Regions from separate parts of the Mus musculus genome. Here region 2 is linked to region 1. A link is a contact called in public HiChIP or PLAC-seq data. All regions are on one chromosome and are shown on one strand. The core of a region is the stretch at or near the end of the contact, and the rest is flanking DNA. Distances in the headings are between cores, read along the strand shown. Region 1 holds the start of Tfap2c (transcription factor AP-2, gamma). Region 2 overlaps Gm36038 (a long non-coding RNA gene).

Region 1 (7,288 bases), core at 4,335-6,834:
AAGTTTGAAATAAAACCAGAATGTTCAAGAGTGATTACTGTGTTTCTTTTGGAAGATCACTGTGACATTAATTGCAAACCCTTCCCCAAGGATAACAAATCAACCCAGCAGAGAGGAAGCCTCCTCATCAGCAAGGAAATGCGTCAGCTTTATCACCATGCCTCCCCTCCCCCAGCCTCAGCCATTGCTTCAGGGTATAGTCTGGCCGGAGTCCTCGGACTCGATTGTACAGAGTGGTCTGTGCTGTCATTGAAGTGAATTATATTAATAATCAAAGTTCTGGGATGCCTGGGAGGTGGTAGACTGACCCTGAGCACACATCAGGCCCCCCACAAAAGCAAACAGTGCAGATGTGGTGGCTCCCATCTGGGGAGGCTGAGGCAGGAGGCTCCCCTGAGTTTGTGGTTTTTTTTCTAAAGCCATACACACAAACACACACACAAACACACACACACACACACACACACACACACACACACACACACACACTACAAAATCTTCCGAGTATAATCAGTTTCCACCTGTCTTTTTGTTTTCTAATCTTTGCCCCAGAAGTGACTAAAAGAAAGCGTTAAAAACAAAAAACTCTAAAAAGCCCCTTGTGGAGGCTTTTTGTCTGAGCGTCAATCTCTGTTGTCACCGGTTTTTTTCCCCCCCAGGAGGTAAAAAATTTACATTTCTTTCTCTGGGAGGCTCTGTCATAAAATCTCTTTGTGCCCTTAAGACAGGAGCCTGACCCTGAAAGTGTCAAAAAGGAAGTTCGGTGGAGGTTGATGGCCCTCTTTGTCTGTGTTTCCTTTTATACAGTATTAATTCGAGAGGTGGTTTCAATACCTGCCCGCCCCGACAGAAGCCAGGTAAATTGCAGGGGCACATTGAGGAGTGGCCTCAGTAGTTGTTTTGATTTGCCTGCTGGGCAGTTCCTGCCCCCCACCCCCACCCCCACAGTAGGTGGTCAGCACTGATCTTACACTTAGCCCTGGCTTGCCTGGAACTCTCTGTTACAAGTAGGTTAAATTGACCTTAAACTTTCCATCCTCCTGCCTCAGCTACTAGTGTTGGGGTTGTATCTGTGAGTTACCACATCTGCTTCAGTTTTGAGTTTAGTCTTATTTAGCTGTTTCTGTATTTTATTGTACATTTGGGTCCCCCCCCCCCTTACCTCCTAAACTTGAATACCTGGACTGTTTCTTTACTGACCATTCGCAGAGGGGGTTTTCTGGCATTTAAAGACCCCAGCCTTACCCAGACAAGTCATCACCCCCTTTCCAGTGTAATTTTAGCTAGATCTGGGAAAGTAGAATGTGTCTGCAGTTAGATCAAACTAGAAATGAGGCAGGAAATGTCAATGATTTGGGCCTTGGAAATTAAACTTAAAAAAAAAAAAGATTTCTAGAAATGAGGCAGAAATTTCATGGAAATGTCAATGGTTTGGGCCTTGGAAATTAAACCTTTTTAAAAAAATATTCTTTTTACATCTACAAGTAAACCTGGAAACCCTTAGAGACGACCCTTTCCAAAGGTGGAGTTTTCAAGGGGGTGGGAGGAAGGCCAGGCAAGAGGGAGGAGGCCTGTCCAGGAGTGCCTTCCAATAGCGATAGCTGGCCTCCACGGGAATCTCTCCACCCACCCCTTTTTGCCTTTAAGAAATAAACGCTCCAAGCGACTTTACTGCTCACGCCTCGGCCCTCGGGGAGCTCTCTCTGGCCACTCTTCTGTCTTTAACCCCTGCTCACAGCCGGCTCCAGAGCTAACACCATGAGTTTCCAGTTGCTAAGGGTGAGGAGCTTACAGGCAGAGGAGGGCCACTGGAGGGGACCGCGGGGCTGGACCGGGCGTCCGTCCGTGGGCGCAGGGTCGCTGGCGCGCTGTCCTGCCGCCAATCTCCCCAGCCCTTGGCCACCGTGGGCCTCCTCTGCGCCTGGCGGCGACTAAGATAAGTGACTTAAGGCCGCGGGGCTCATCTGGCCTAGAGGTGTGTGGAAGCCTAGTACCCTAGAAGGCCTCTAGGTATATGGGTCTCCCGCCTGCGCTCGGAGCGCTTAGGTCGCTTGGATATGGGCCCCAGGACGCCCTGGGAAGGTGACAAGCCCGACTCCAAGTGTTCGAGGGTCCCCGGGGGCAGGGTAGGGCAGTCTCAGGATTGTCTCCTTCGGGGTTCTAGAGACTGGGAGAGAGGCCTCAGATTATTGTTTAAAGGAAGCCAATTCAGATTCACCTTTGCTGCCGCCGCAGAGAGAAGGATTTGGCCAGCGCTGAGCACAGGAGTGCGGCCCCCCGGGCAGGCCTTGGACAAAATGGGTCCCGGGGAGCCTGGTAAAGTCAAGGGTTCGAATTTCGTTTTACTTTGCCTGTTTGTAAAGAGTTGCCTAGTAGGAAGACCCAAAGGCTGGGAAACCGCTTCAGGCCCCTGCGGCCCTGAGCTAGACTCACTGAGCTGAGTGGGGCTGAGGTCCCTACATCTATGGGCCTACATTTATTCTGTTAGAAATTTTAAAAAATCGATGGGCATTATTTTGGAGCGCCCGAGGATTGTTATCAACAACACCTCTGCGCTTAGTTCTGGAAGCTCTTTGTGTTTTAAAAGGTATGTCTTTATTGTGCATGTGTTTAGAGTGTGTGCACACGCGCTGTGTGTATGGCCGTGGATAGGTACGCACTGTGTGTATGGCCGTGGATCTGTGGCGGGAGTAGGTTCTCTCTTCCTACCCTGTGTTTTTAAACTTGGCGGCAGGCGCCTCTATCCACGGAGCCATCCCTCCGGCTTTTGCCCAAAGTCCGGTGCTTGCCCATTCTAGGACAGGAGGGTGGGGCGTGGATGGACACCCTCCTCCAGAGATTTGTGGCAGAAACCGGTTTCTAGGGCCCTGCCCAACCCAGGCTGCTAGGTAGTTGACTGTAGTCCTTCATTGTCCCTAGGGGCGCGGAATAGAGTTCCCCACCCCACCCCCGGACGTGGCGCCGCACTTGCGAAGTGCTCGGGGTCCACCTTTTCTTAGGAGCCCTTTCCCTAAGGCCAAAAGAGGAGTCTTGCCGCCTGCACTTCAGTCCAGTTTTATAATAGAAAACTCCAAACTGACTTCTTTGGCCTTGGGTGGTGGCAGGATAGGAGACTGGAGACCCCAAGCCACATTGACAGACGCACCCTCGCGTGTTTCTTTGGAGGTGTCTCACATTTGGGCATTTAGGGTGCCGGTGAGCGCGCGCGCGCACACACACACTCACTCACACACACCTGGGCGGCTCCAGTCTCGTCCCAATGAGAGGGACCGACCTGCGTTGCCAGAGTGTGAGTGACTGCAGGCTCCCTAGGGGGCGGCAGAGCTGAGCCCCTGGCAGCCTTCCTTCCACTCCCATATCTCTGCACGGGGACCTTAGAGCAAGTTCTTAGTCCCGGGGACGGGGGGAATGGGAGGTGGGCAGGACACCTTACCCAGCCCTGGCTGCCAAGGGGTACAACCACACGGGTCAACGTCTTTCCGTGGGCGATGGTAGGAGATTGTTTGGAGCGCGGGAACCATCAGAGAAGCTGAGCTCTCAAGGAAGGCGGAAGCTTCCTGCACCTGGACTCTGTGTCCAGGTCCCGGCCCCCAAGCTGGGTGTGGATGGGACAGGGTCCTCCAGAGTCGAGGAAATCCTGTGTGCAACTGTCCTCTCCATCAAGCGCTGCGCTGTCGCTTTAGAGAGAATGAATAGCCTTGTCTAGCGGTTCCCAAGTCCCCAGACTCGGGGCGCGGGGGGGGGGGGGGGGGGCTGAGGAAAGGCGAATGCAGACCCTTCATGCCCTTCTGTCGTCCTCCCCCCTCCCCACTCGGCCGAAAGCTCCGGTGCAGAAAGCACTCGGTCCCCCTGGGCTTCTTGGATTATCGCTGAGGTGGGAAGAACAGGGAAAGCCTGGGGTAGGGTGAGCCGCACCGCCCCCCCTGGCCAGGAGAGGAGCGGAACCCCGCCAGACCTGTGACAGTTGCCTTCCAGAGAGAGCCTGGGACCTGGCGTTCCCAGTCCTGAGCTTGATGCGGGCAGCACCAGTTCTTTCTGGAGCAGGTGCCCTCTTCTCCCGCTAATTCCAGGGCCTCTGTTTTGGAGGCTCGGTCTGGATTGCCTGCCTTTTTAACTTAGCCGGAAAAGCCCCCTTGATTCCCGCGGTTTCAACTTCCTGGGTCTGTTAGGGTCAACTGGCCAGAAAGCTATTTTGCATGCGGCTATTCTCTAAGACCATGGGGGAACGGTTGGCTTGAACATCTATTTTAATTTTAGTTACTTTACTTCAGGCCTATCTGGGTCTAGGGAAATGCTTACAGACGAGGAGCAGGAAGAGAGCAAATTATTTTAGTCTGTGGATACGGGAGGCACGTTCCCAACAGGTCCTGGCCACTGGGCTGATGGGTATCAAGAATTGTGTAATTGGCTTCGGAATCAATCCGAAATAGTCCCTGCCTCCAATTCCACTGTTTGAAGCCAATCTCCATATACTGTTGGGACGGACTAACAAGATTAGCTCTCGAGAACTGTGGACTTTCTGTTTGGGATGAAAAAAATTAACTATAACAATTAGGCCAATTATTTTCGTTTCGTTGAATTAAAAAATAACACTGAGTATTGCTTTTTGGCTTGGACGGAAAATCTTGGGGTGCAGCAGCATTCTGTGGATAGAAGCTTTGCTTTCTGCCTCCCATGGGACGAGGTGTGCCCATATCTCAGGGCGACCTCCCTGTAGTCCCCCTCCCACTTTACAGCACCTCATTCCACGCGGCCCGTGGCGATGGAGGTTTATTCTGCCTGGAACCTCTTTTCCTGGGCGAGTAGAGGCTTCTGAAGAGCCGCCCGTGACAGCTGCAGAACCGGCGCTCCGCAGGGCTGGGCATCGCAGCAGGGATGGGCCTGGGCGGGGGAGCTCGGGTCTCCTCCAGCCACGGCCCGCAGCCAGATACAGCTTCGGGCTATAGCTGCAGCACGCGGTTGTCCGATTTATTCACAGCAGGTATTACCGTGAGTTTCCTCTTTGGAGCTGGGGGAGCGGACTCCTTCTCGGAATCCTTCCCCTCCCTTCCCTCAGTGGGCAGGTCAGTAAAGTACCCAGGGAGAGGGAAAGGGGGGGGGGGGCACTAGGGAACAGTGGGACTTTAGCTATTTCTCAGCCCAATCCTTAAATGTCTGTCGGAACAGCTGGGGCGAGGTGTCAGGGAACCCCAGGAGTTGAGACACCCTGGAATGGGGCGTCTTCAACTCTCAAGTGACATCCATTTTTTAGGAGGATGAAGGACGGTTCTTGAGGTGGGGAAATCCCAGCTGTCAGCTCTGCCAGTCTAAGGTGTGCAAGGGGGCTGGCAGGCAAAGGAAGCCACGTTTGGGCACCTCAGCTTGGCAGGTCTGCGGTTGTCAGAGACCGCCCACTGATGCCCCTGCGAGCCCCTCGCGACGCCTGGTCCTGCAACACGCTAGGCAGGGTGCGGGGCGGAGCTAGGCAGGGACTGGCTGGGGGCTGCCCCGCCCGGCGCCTGGGCCTCCGCGCGGCGCCGGCCCCCGGGGAGGAGTTATGATAATTTCCTTCCCATTAAGGCGTTCGGGTCCCCCGGCTATCGCCGGGACACACTGTGAGGGTGAGGCTTCTCCGGTCCACGGCTGCGGCCTCTACACACCCACGGCGACCACATCTCTGTGCACAGCCACCGATGCGCGTCCAGTGACTGGGACAGCAAGGCCGGCGCGCGCGGCGGGGGCGGCGGCAGACGCCTGGCCACCGTGACCCCGATTGTGGATTTACCGCTCGGGGGGTGGGGGGAGCCTGGATTTAACTGGCGACTATTTTGGGGGACGCCGGACGCCATGTTGTGGAAAATAACAGATAATGTCAAGTATGAAGAGGATTGCGAGGTGAGCGGGGGCTAGGGAACGTAGCCCCGCCGGCCCGAGCGGGGTCCCAGGGCTGCTGGCCAAGGCTGGGGACGTTTGCGCGGAGCCCTCGCCTTCGGGAGGGATGAGGGCCAGTCTTCGGCCATCTCCTGGGCCCCTTGTTGAATCTGGTCTTGTCTCTCGGGGACAAGGCCTGGCAAGAGCGTGGCAAACCCACCCGCAGAACTCAACTGTGGGTTCCTACGAAGCGCACGGCCCTCCTTTCCATTTTCCCCGAAGAGCGCCCTGTCTCCGGGTCTCAGACGTGGCTTTTTTCCCACGAAGTCTGTCCAGTGTCCACGGAAGCTTCCCTGCCAGCGACACCTTTGAGGAGTCTCCTCCAAGGAAGGCTTGTCACCTGCCCCGCTACCTCCTCGAGAAAGAAAAAAAAAAAAAGAAAGAAAGAAAAGAAAAGTCCAAACAACTGCAACCTGGTTTTCAAGAGAAGTGGGGGTTGGGGACTGTGGGGTGGGGGTGAAGCCAGATGGGGCCTTGAGCGCTCGCGAGTACTCTAGCCTGTCGGACAGGTTGAGCTAGAGTTTCGGAGAGTAGGAGGGAGGGAGGCGGCGAGCGGGAAGAGGAAGAAGATTCAGGCGGCGCGAGGCGAGCACCGGGGAACGTGGGGAGGAGAGGCCGGCGGCCAGGCTGCGGGAGCGCACCGCACCCGCACGACCTCGAGGGGCTGCCCCTGCGTGCATGCCCGGGCGGCTTCCGCTAGGGGGCGACAGTGCCCCGCTCCTGTGTCCCTGCTACCCTTCTGACCCCTGGGACTGATGAAGACACATCTTTTAGGAATTAAGTCTGACCGCCTTGGGGCGAGGGGACGTGCGCAGGCAAAGGTTGCCCAGTTTGGCAGAGTCTTTTCATTCCTTCTCTACACCGGGATGTGTGAGAACCTTGACCATGGCCGGGCTGGAAGACCTCACTTCCTAAGGCGCAGAAGGCACGGGCTTGGCTAGCAAGGATCACAGCTCCGATCCCGCGTGTCGGCTCCCGGTCTCTCCGGACGACATTACTATGAGGCCTTACCTGAGAGTGTCACTTCCGCGGCGCGGCCGCCTCTTAAGGGAGTGAGAGGGGGATGATCCTTGGGGCGGGGAAACGCGCCCTTCGTCGGCGTTGCGCATTATCCGCGCTATTTGCGCGCCGCAGCGACATGGGAGGAGGGTTGTTGAACGAGGGCGCTGTGCGCCGAGGTCGCCGCACGCCGAACCCCTGGGGCACGGGTAACCGGACTGTGGCGCGGAACGCGCTCTTGGCACCTCCAAGCGACGCAGCGCGGGAACCTTCGCCAGAGGGCTCGAAGGATTCGTCCCCTCAGGTCTTAGACCGATAGGCTCACAACGAAGTCCGGGGAGCTCATTGTCCCCGGGGGCTCTCGGGCTCTGGGGCGGAT
Region 2 (7,056 bases), core at 1,962-4,461, 45 kb after region 1:
GGTGGAGTGACAGACATGTGCTATCAGGACCAGCTCCGTCTTACTAAGGATGCCCCTGTTGCTGATTGTAGTGTGGGAACTCGAGAGCAGGCCCCATCTGTGCAAGGCAGCCTGCACCTCTTGGTTTATACTCTGTGACGAAGACTGACTTCCTTTCAGTATGATGTTGGGTTCTTGGGAGTAGGACCGGGTTTGTCTATGGGGCCTGTATTCTGCCCAAGCAAAACCCTCAGAGGCTGTATACAGGAGGTGTAACCAACACTGCCACTCAGGTTCTTCACAAGTGAACACCAGAGTGTCTTTTAAAATTGTGTGTATGTGTGTGTATATGTATGTGTGTGTATGTATCTCTGTGTGTATATGTGTATATATCTGTCTGTGTGTCTGTATCTGTGTATGTATGTCTGTGTATGTCTGTGTCTGTGTGTCCTCTGTGTATATATGTGTCTGTGTGTCTGTGTGTATATATGTGTCTGTGTGTATGTGTGTGTAAATGTGTCTGTGTGTCTGTGTGTGTATATGTGTGTGTATGTGTGTATGTGTATGTGTGTATAGAACCTGGGCAGTTCTTTTCTTTCCCCCCGTGGATCTCGGGGATTAAATTCAGGCCTTTAGGCTTGGCAGCAAGCACCTTTACCAACTGAACCGTCTCCCAGGCTCTAGGTTTTGGTTCCCTTACCTTTTTTTTGACCTGTCTTGAGTCTCAAGTAGCTTTAGCTGTTCTTGTCCTTGCTGCATAGCTGAGGGTGACTTTGAACTCCTGATCCTCCAGGCTCCACCTCCCAGAACTGGCATGAGAGCTGAGCACTGCCATCTCTGATCTCTGCTTCTAATGAAGCATGGCACAAAGACCTTTTTTTATATATTTGTTTGTGTGTGCACGCATGTGTGTGCATTTGAGTGCACATGTGAGTGCACGTGAAGGTCAGAGAACAACTTTCTGGAATCAGTTCTCTCCTACCATGAGAGTTGTGGTGATCAAACTCAGGTCATGGGTCAATATGCAGAAGACCAAGGTGTCCTTGAACTTGTAACCCTCCTGTCTCTGATACGGGGTTACAGGCATGAACTACCATAGCAAGTACCTATACTCTCAGAGGCATCTTAGCTACCCTGGTCTTTTAAAAGAAAAAATTTAAAGGTGTTTTTAATTAATTTAAAATGTTCTATGTGTGTCTCTGTGTGCACACTGCATGGGTGCAGGTGTCTGTGGGGGCAGAGCTCCTGTATGTGGCATCTCCTGGAACTGGAGTCACAGATGGGTGTGAACTGCCTGATGTGGGTTCTGGGAGCCAAACTTTCTCCAGCCATCCAGGGTCTTTATTGAAGACTGTATTTTCCATGCTTCCTTGGGGTTGCAGACCACAGGTGTGTTTCCTAGCCAATGAGATCCCAGCGTCTGGAGGGTGTGATTTATGGCTGTGGCTTCCTCCTTCGGTCTCCTCCTTATGATGGGTTTTTTTCTTTTTCCTTTTTCTTTTTTGGAGTTTGATGACCTGGCAAGGGACCTATTGGGATGGCACTGTGACAAACATCTCAGAGATATTTGAGTGGTGTGTCCCACACACTATACCTCCAGCTTGCTTCTTTAGTGATTCTTTGTTATGAATAAAAACAGACAATTACTGAGTAAGATGCTGTGCTGGGCACTTAACATACTTTGTTTCCAAGCTCCACAGCAATTATTACACCAAAGTCACCATCCTACAGGGAGGGCTTCATGAGAGTCACCACTATGACTCTCCTGTCCAGCTAAGGAGCCCCAGGCACACATGGGTGGAACCCGTTCCTATCTCAGAGCCAGCTGGGAATCAACAGCTTTGTGTGTTTGTGCCTACTTTGTCTTGTAGTCATTTAGGAGCTGCAGGGGTCTGTCTGTCTTTTCATTAGTGACTGTCAGGGATGTGGTGTGAGGCCATCGGGTCCAGTCACAGTGGGGGAAAGGTTTGCACAGGGACAGGAAGAGTAGCTGGGGTAGAGACAGAACATGGCGGCCAGGCTGGGAGTGTTAGATGGAAAGGGACAGCTTGTGTGGAGGTGAGGTGAGGCTCAATCTCTGCAGAGTGGTGCTTCTCTGGTTGGTCAGAGATTTAGGTCCTTGTTTTTCTTCTGCATTAAACAACAACAACAACAACAACAACAAAAAAAAGAGGCCGGGTGTGGTAGTACACACCCATAATTCCTGTAGTCTAGCTGCAGAGGTGAGGGACACGAACTTCAAGGTCATCCTTGGCTATCTAGTGAGTTGGAGGCTAGCCTGGCCTACATGAGACCCAGCTCAATACAACAAACAACCTCCCCTGAAAAGTACAAGACAGACAGACAGACACACACACACACACACACACACACACACACACACACACGACCAAGCCAACTCCCAAGCAATAAATTCAGGTGATAGTGTCATGTGCCCCCATTGCCCAGCATCCAGGCTGGTAAGTTATCGCTAAGTATCGCTGCTCAGAGGCAACTGTCCACCTTGGCACTTCTGTGTTCTTCTTCAAACCCTTCTCATGCACACTTAGATGTATACAGCCTTCATCTTCCTCGAGTGCTATTAACATTTTTCTTTAAGCTAAAACTTATTATTTCAGAAACAAGCATCCTATGTACTTTGAAGGTTCAGATAGCTATTTCTGGATGACGATGATGATGATTGTGGTTTGGTTTGGTTTTTCGAGACAGGGTTTCTCTGTGTAGCCCTGACTGTCCTGGAATTCACTCTGTAAACCAGACTGACCTTGAACTCAGAGATCCACCTGCCTCTGCCACCAAGAGTGCTGGGATTAAAATCATGTGCAACTACTGCCCAGTTTATTTCTAGATTATTGTAGTAAGTATCCCGCACACACGAAATTAAGCTTAGAAAATAGTTTTATTGTTTGAATTTTGTCGTGAAAATACCCTAGAAGCTGACTGAAAGTTACTCATTTCTCTCCCTCTGTACTAGGGATGACGGTAGGGCTTCCTATCTCCTTGGCAATCTCTCTATCACTAAATTATAACCTGGACCCAAAGTTGACTCTCTAAAGCTCACTCCTTGCAGTGATCTTGCTTCTTAAAGGCGCAGTGCCTGGTTCTGCATCACACCAAGTGTCCTGACTTTCTACCTTTCCAGCTGCACCCTTGCTCGCCTGCTCCTCTCCCCCGCCTCTCTCCACCTCTAAGATCACCTTGTAGCCTTGGCTGACCTTGAACTCACGAAGCCTCTGTGTCCCTAGTTCCTGTCTCCTTTGTCTCACCTTGGTCCGGAGGCTGCCAGGAGAACTAGAGTGAACTAGAGCAGGGGTTGTCTGGTGCCAGTGCTGGCCGGTGCCTGTGCTGGTGCTGGGGGTGGGACACAGAAGTGGTCCTGGAGAACCAGGCATCCTGGGCTGGATGAGGGATCATGTGACCGTCCTACAGTGAGGACCTGGAGAAGGAACATTCTCTGCTCTCCCTGTTCTCCCTGCAGCCTTTGGGCCACTTTTCCACCTTTAAAGAGGTCAACATGATACAGGGAGTTACATCAACAGGAACCTGGGTGGCCAGATAGGTCACAGACACGGCGACACACAGAAGGAGGAACACAGTCTCTCTTTGTTCCTGACTCACTTGCCTGTGTTCTTGTGACACACACACACCCCACCCCCACCGTGCACACACTCACATGCACGCTCACGCATAGCCACAGACACACATACACACAAAGACACACATACACAGACACACACACACACACACAGACACACAGACGTACATACACAGACAGACACACACACACAGACACAGACATACACACACAAAGACACACATACACAGACACACACACAGGCACACACACACAGACACACACACACAGACACACATACACAGACACACACACAGACACAGACACACACATACACAGGCACACACACACACAGACACACACACAGACACACACACAGACACACACACAGACACACACACAGACACACAGACGTACATACACAGACAGACACACACACAGACACAGACACACACACACAGACACACACACAGACACACAGACACAGACACACACACACAGACACAGACACACACAGGCACACACACACACACAGGCACACACACACAGACACACATACACAGACACACACAGAGACACAGGCACACAGGCACACACACACACACACACATACACAGACACACACACAGACACAGACACACACACACAGACACACAGACATACATACACAGTCAGACAGACACACACACAGGCACACACACACAAAGACACACACACACAGACACACACACACACAGGCACACACACAGACACAGACACACACACACACTTTGTTGTCTTGATGACCAGGAGGAAATGGTATCCTAGCTGGGTATCCTTCAGACTACAGGATCATAGCCTGCTCTGCCCCCTCTCCCAAGCCCGCAGCTAACCCTGAGCTCCTTTGGGCCTCCCCTAAAACCTCTCTGAGATCTTCCTCACCAGCATGCCTGCCTTGCTGGAGTTTATTACGTGTGAATGTACGCAGTCCTTGCCTGTCTGCCCTCCTATCTGCCCCTCGTGCAGAGGGAAAGAACTGACTAAGCTGAGCTTTAAACATGCCAGTGAATGAAGAGGAGAAGAAGAAAAACCTAAAAGAATAGTGAGGCTTAGGGTCATCCAGCTGTTAGCAGCTGGGGTCACCGGACCCGGGCACTCTCCATACACAGTAGTGACACAAAACTTCCTTGGCAGAATCCACCTCTATTTGACATCAGAGTCAACTGGTCACCTGCTGTGGCCTCCTTAACCAAGGAAGATGGCAGCAAAGACTTGTAGATAACTCTCCAACCATCTGCATAATTGAAATGGCGAGTGGCCTGGGTGTGGCACAGTCTGGAACCTTCTAGAGGAGCAGGCCTTGAGCAGACGCTGGCTCCAGGGATGCAGGGCACAGAGCCCTGTTCTACTGAATGCTTTCCCGTGTGGTTACAGAATGGGTCAGGGGAGTGTGTCAGCCAGGTGTCTGTGTGCTATAAAGGCAGCTGGTTTGAAAAAGCACAACAGGTTTTGCTGTTTTTGTTTGTAATATAAGAGCCCGGCAGCGGTTGGGGCAGAGGTTGGCTTCTCTATGGGCAATCCCCTTTCACCTAGGCATAATGGCATCCCATAAATCTCCAGGCAGAGACTGGCATTCTTGTAGGGCATAGATATCCCAGACCAGGGACCCGGCAAGCCTCAGCTTCTGTAAGGCACATTAGAATTGGGCTGGAGACGCCGCCTCAGATTGGTTAGGAGGGGGCATGGTGCAGGGCCAGCGGCTGGCTGGGCAGAGGGTCTGAGCCTGCTTCTCTCTCTCTCTCTCTCTCTCTCTCTCTCTCTCTCTCTCTCTCTCCATCTTTGTCCCTTTGTCTCTTCACCTCATGTCTGTCTCTTTGGTTCTTTTTCTCTCCATCTTTGCCCCATCCTCTTCCCATCTCTGTCTTTCATTTCTTTGTTTCTCTCAATATCTTTGTCTCTCCTGGTTCTCTCTCTCTGACACTTTTGTTCTTTTTCTCTCTATCCTTCTCTGTCTCTCTCCTTCCTCAGTCTTAACTCTTTCCAGCTTTGTCACTCGTTCCTCCTCTTCCATCTGTCCCTCTGTCCTCTCTGTCTCTCTGTCCCTCTCTCTGGTCTCAGTGTCCCTGTTTCTGTTTCTCTTTGTCTCTGTCTCTTTCTCTCTCTCTCTCTCCCCCTCTCCTCTCTCTTGCCTTCCCTCCCTCCCTCCTCCTTTCCTTTTATCCCTCCCCCTCTATCTCTGTGTCTCTCACTAACTCCCCCCCCCGCCCCCCCTCCCCCATGAGTCATGGCATCTTAGTTACTGACTTGTCACTTTTTAAGGAGACTGGGAGTAAACTGATCTTGTTGGGAACAGATGTTGGGCTCTTATTCTTTGTCACGCTTTTTTAACCAAAACACCCAAATTTATTTTAAAAAAATTCCAGGGCAAGACTTTCAACTCCTCAGAGAGATTAAATTTCATCTCCGCTGCATTTTCCCAAAGGTCACACACAGATTTGCGAAATGTTGGGGCGCCCGTTGTGAATGTAGCCCGTTCCAGTTTAGGATTTAGGAGAAGGCAGGATTAGGTCCCTGTCTATGGTTCATTCATGAATTCATTCATTTATTCATTCATGAAACTGCAGGGACCAGACTGACTGCTCTAGGCTGCTAGCTGCTGGCTCTCATGGAATCAAAATTCTCAGAGCTGAGTTAGAACTCAGATTCACAGAAAAGAAATGGGTGTGTGCTGGGGGGGGGGCATCAAGGAAGAAGTCCCAAAGAGGTGCCCTCCTGAGCTCAGATCTGTGTGACTCAGAAAGGGAGCGAGCCAAGGAGAATAGAGGAGCCCAGTGTCCAGGCTTTGGGGACAGCACACAAAGGGACCTCCATGAGGAGCAGGTGGGCCTGTTTCAGGGACAGACAGGAGTTTCTGGCCATAGGAGATGAATTTCAAGCCTGTGGAGTCTGACACCCTTGCTCTGGTATGAACTACTGAGGTCGAGGTGAGAGTGCTAGCTGTGGCTGAGCTGACTCAGGTCTTATGTTCTCTCAGCCGGGTTGCAAAGATTCTAAGTGGACAGCCATGAGAACTGGTAGATGTGGGGAGGCTCTGCTAGCTACGGCGAGGGTCTTAGGAAGAGAAGTCTCACAAGATTAGGGTTTCTACTTGAACTGTCTGTGTTCTACAAGAGTGTGTCCTGCTCTGACACTCTGGGAAGCTGTGGACTTCCCACCGATGTCACGGCGTGTTACGTAACATGCCAGGGTCACATGAGACAACGTGGCTTTGAAAGCTGAAGTTCAGGGTCAGACCTTAGTGGGTTCCCCGGCTGACTGGAAGACAAAGTCCCCTTTATCACCACACCTGAAAGGATGTCCTATAGGTGGGCAGGAGACACAGCTGCTACCGTCCCCAGCCTACCTATCTCACAGGCTCTCAGGCCCAAGGAAGGAAAGTGCAAACTCATTTACAGATTCACACCTTTGTCTGCACTGTGAGGAGCATCCAAGTCCAAACGTGCATTCCAGTGTCCCTCTCCCCA

What was found. HiChIP or PLAC-seq counts read pairs in DNA pulled down with a chosen protein or histone mark.
Region 2: an H3K4me3 HiChIP or PLAC-seq map of embryonic stem cells shows a contact between it and region 1, with 7 times the contacts expected there. The contact joins the enhancer-like site here to the promoter of Tfap2c in region 1. A contact is called at or near these places in 4 of 39 promoter capture datasets (all in embryonic stem cells), 3 of 15 datasets of contacts at CTCF or cohesin (all in embryonic stem cells), 57 of 484 Hi-C or Micro-C datasets (8-cell embryo, the G1E-ER4 cell line, embryonic stem cells and 2 more), 14 of 115 datasets of contacts at active chromatin or transcription factors (embryonic stem cells and stem cell-derived neural progenitor cells) and 4 of 9 other capture datasets (adipose tissue, embryonic stem cells, liver and 1 more).

What each region holds. Positions count from the first base shown.
Region 1 is chr2:172,544,009-172,551,296 of GRCm38.p6, forward strand. Tfap2c (transcription factor AP-2, gamma) reads left to right here and starts at 5,585. Exons shown (of 7, transcript NM_009335.2): 1 at 5,585-5,874. The coding sequence starts at 5,827.
Region 2 is chr2:172,591,305-172,598,360 of GRCm38.p6, forward strand. The region is part of intron 2 of Gm36038 (a long non-coding RNA gene); the gene reads left to right. Among named protein-coding and RNA genes, the nearest start is that of Gm36038, 18 kb to the left of the region's middle. Within about 2 kb of position 3,212, at least 11 of the 459 cell types and tissues checked have an H3K27ac peak or open chromatin away from gene starts, as enhancers often do. A contact at or near this core is called in 8-cell embryo, the G1E-ER4 cell line and embryonic stem cells, where this site is marked.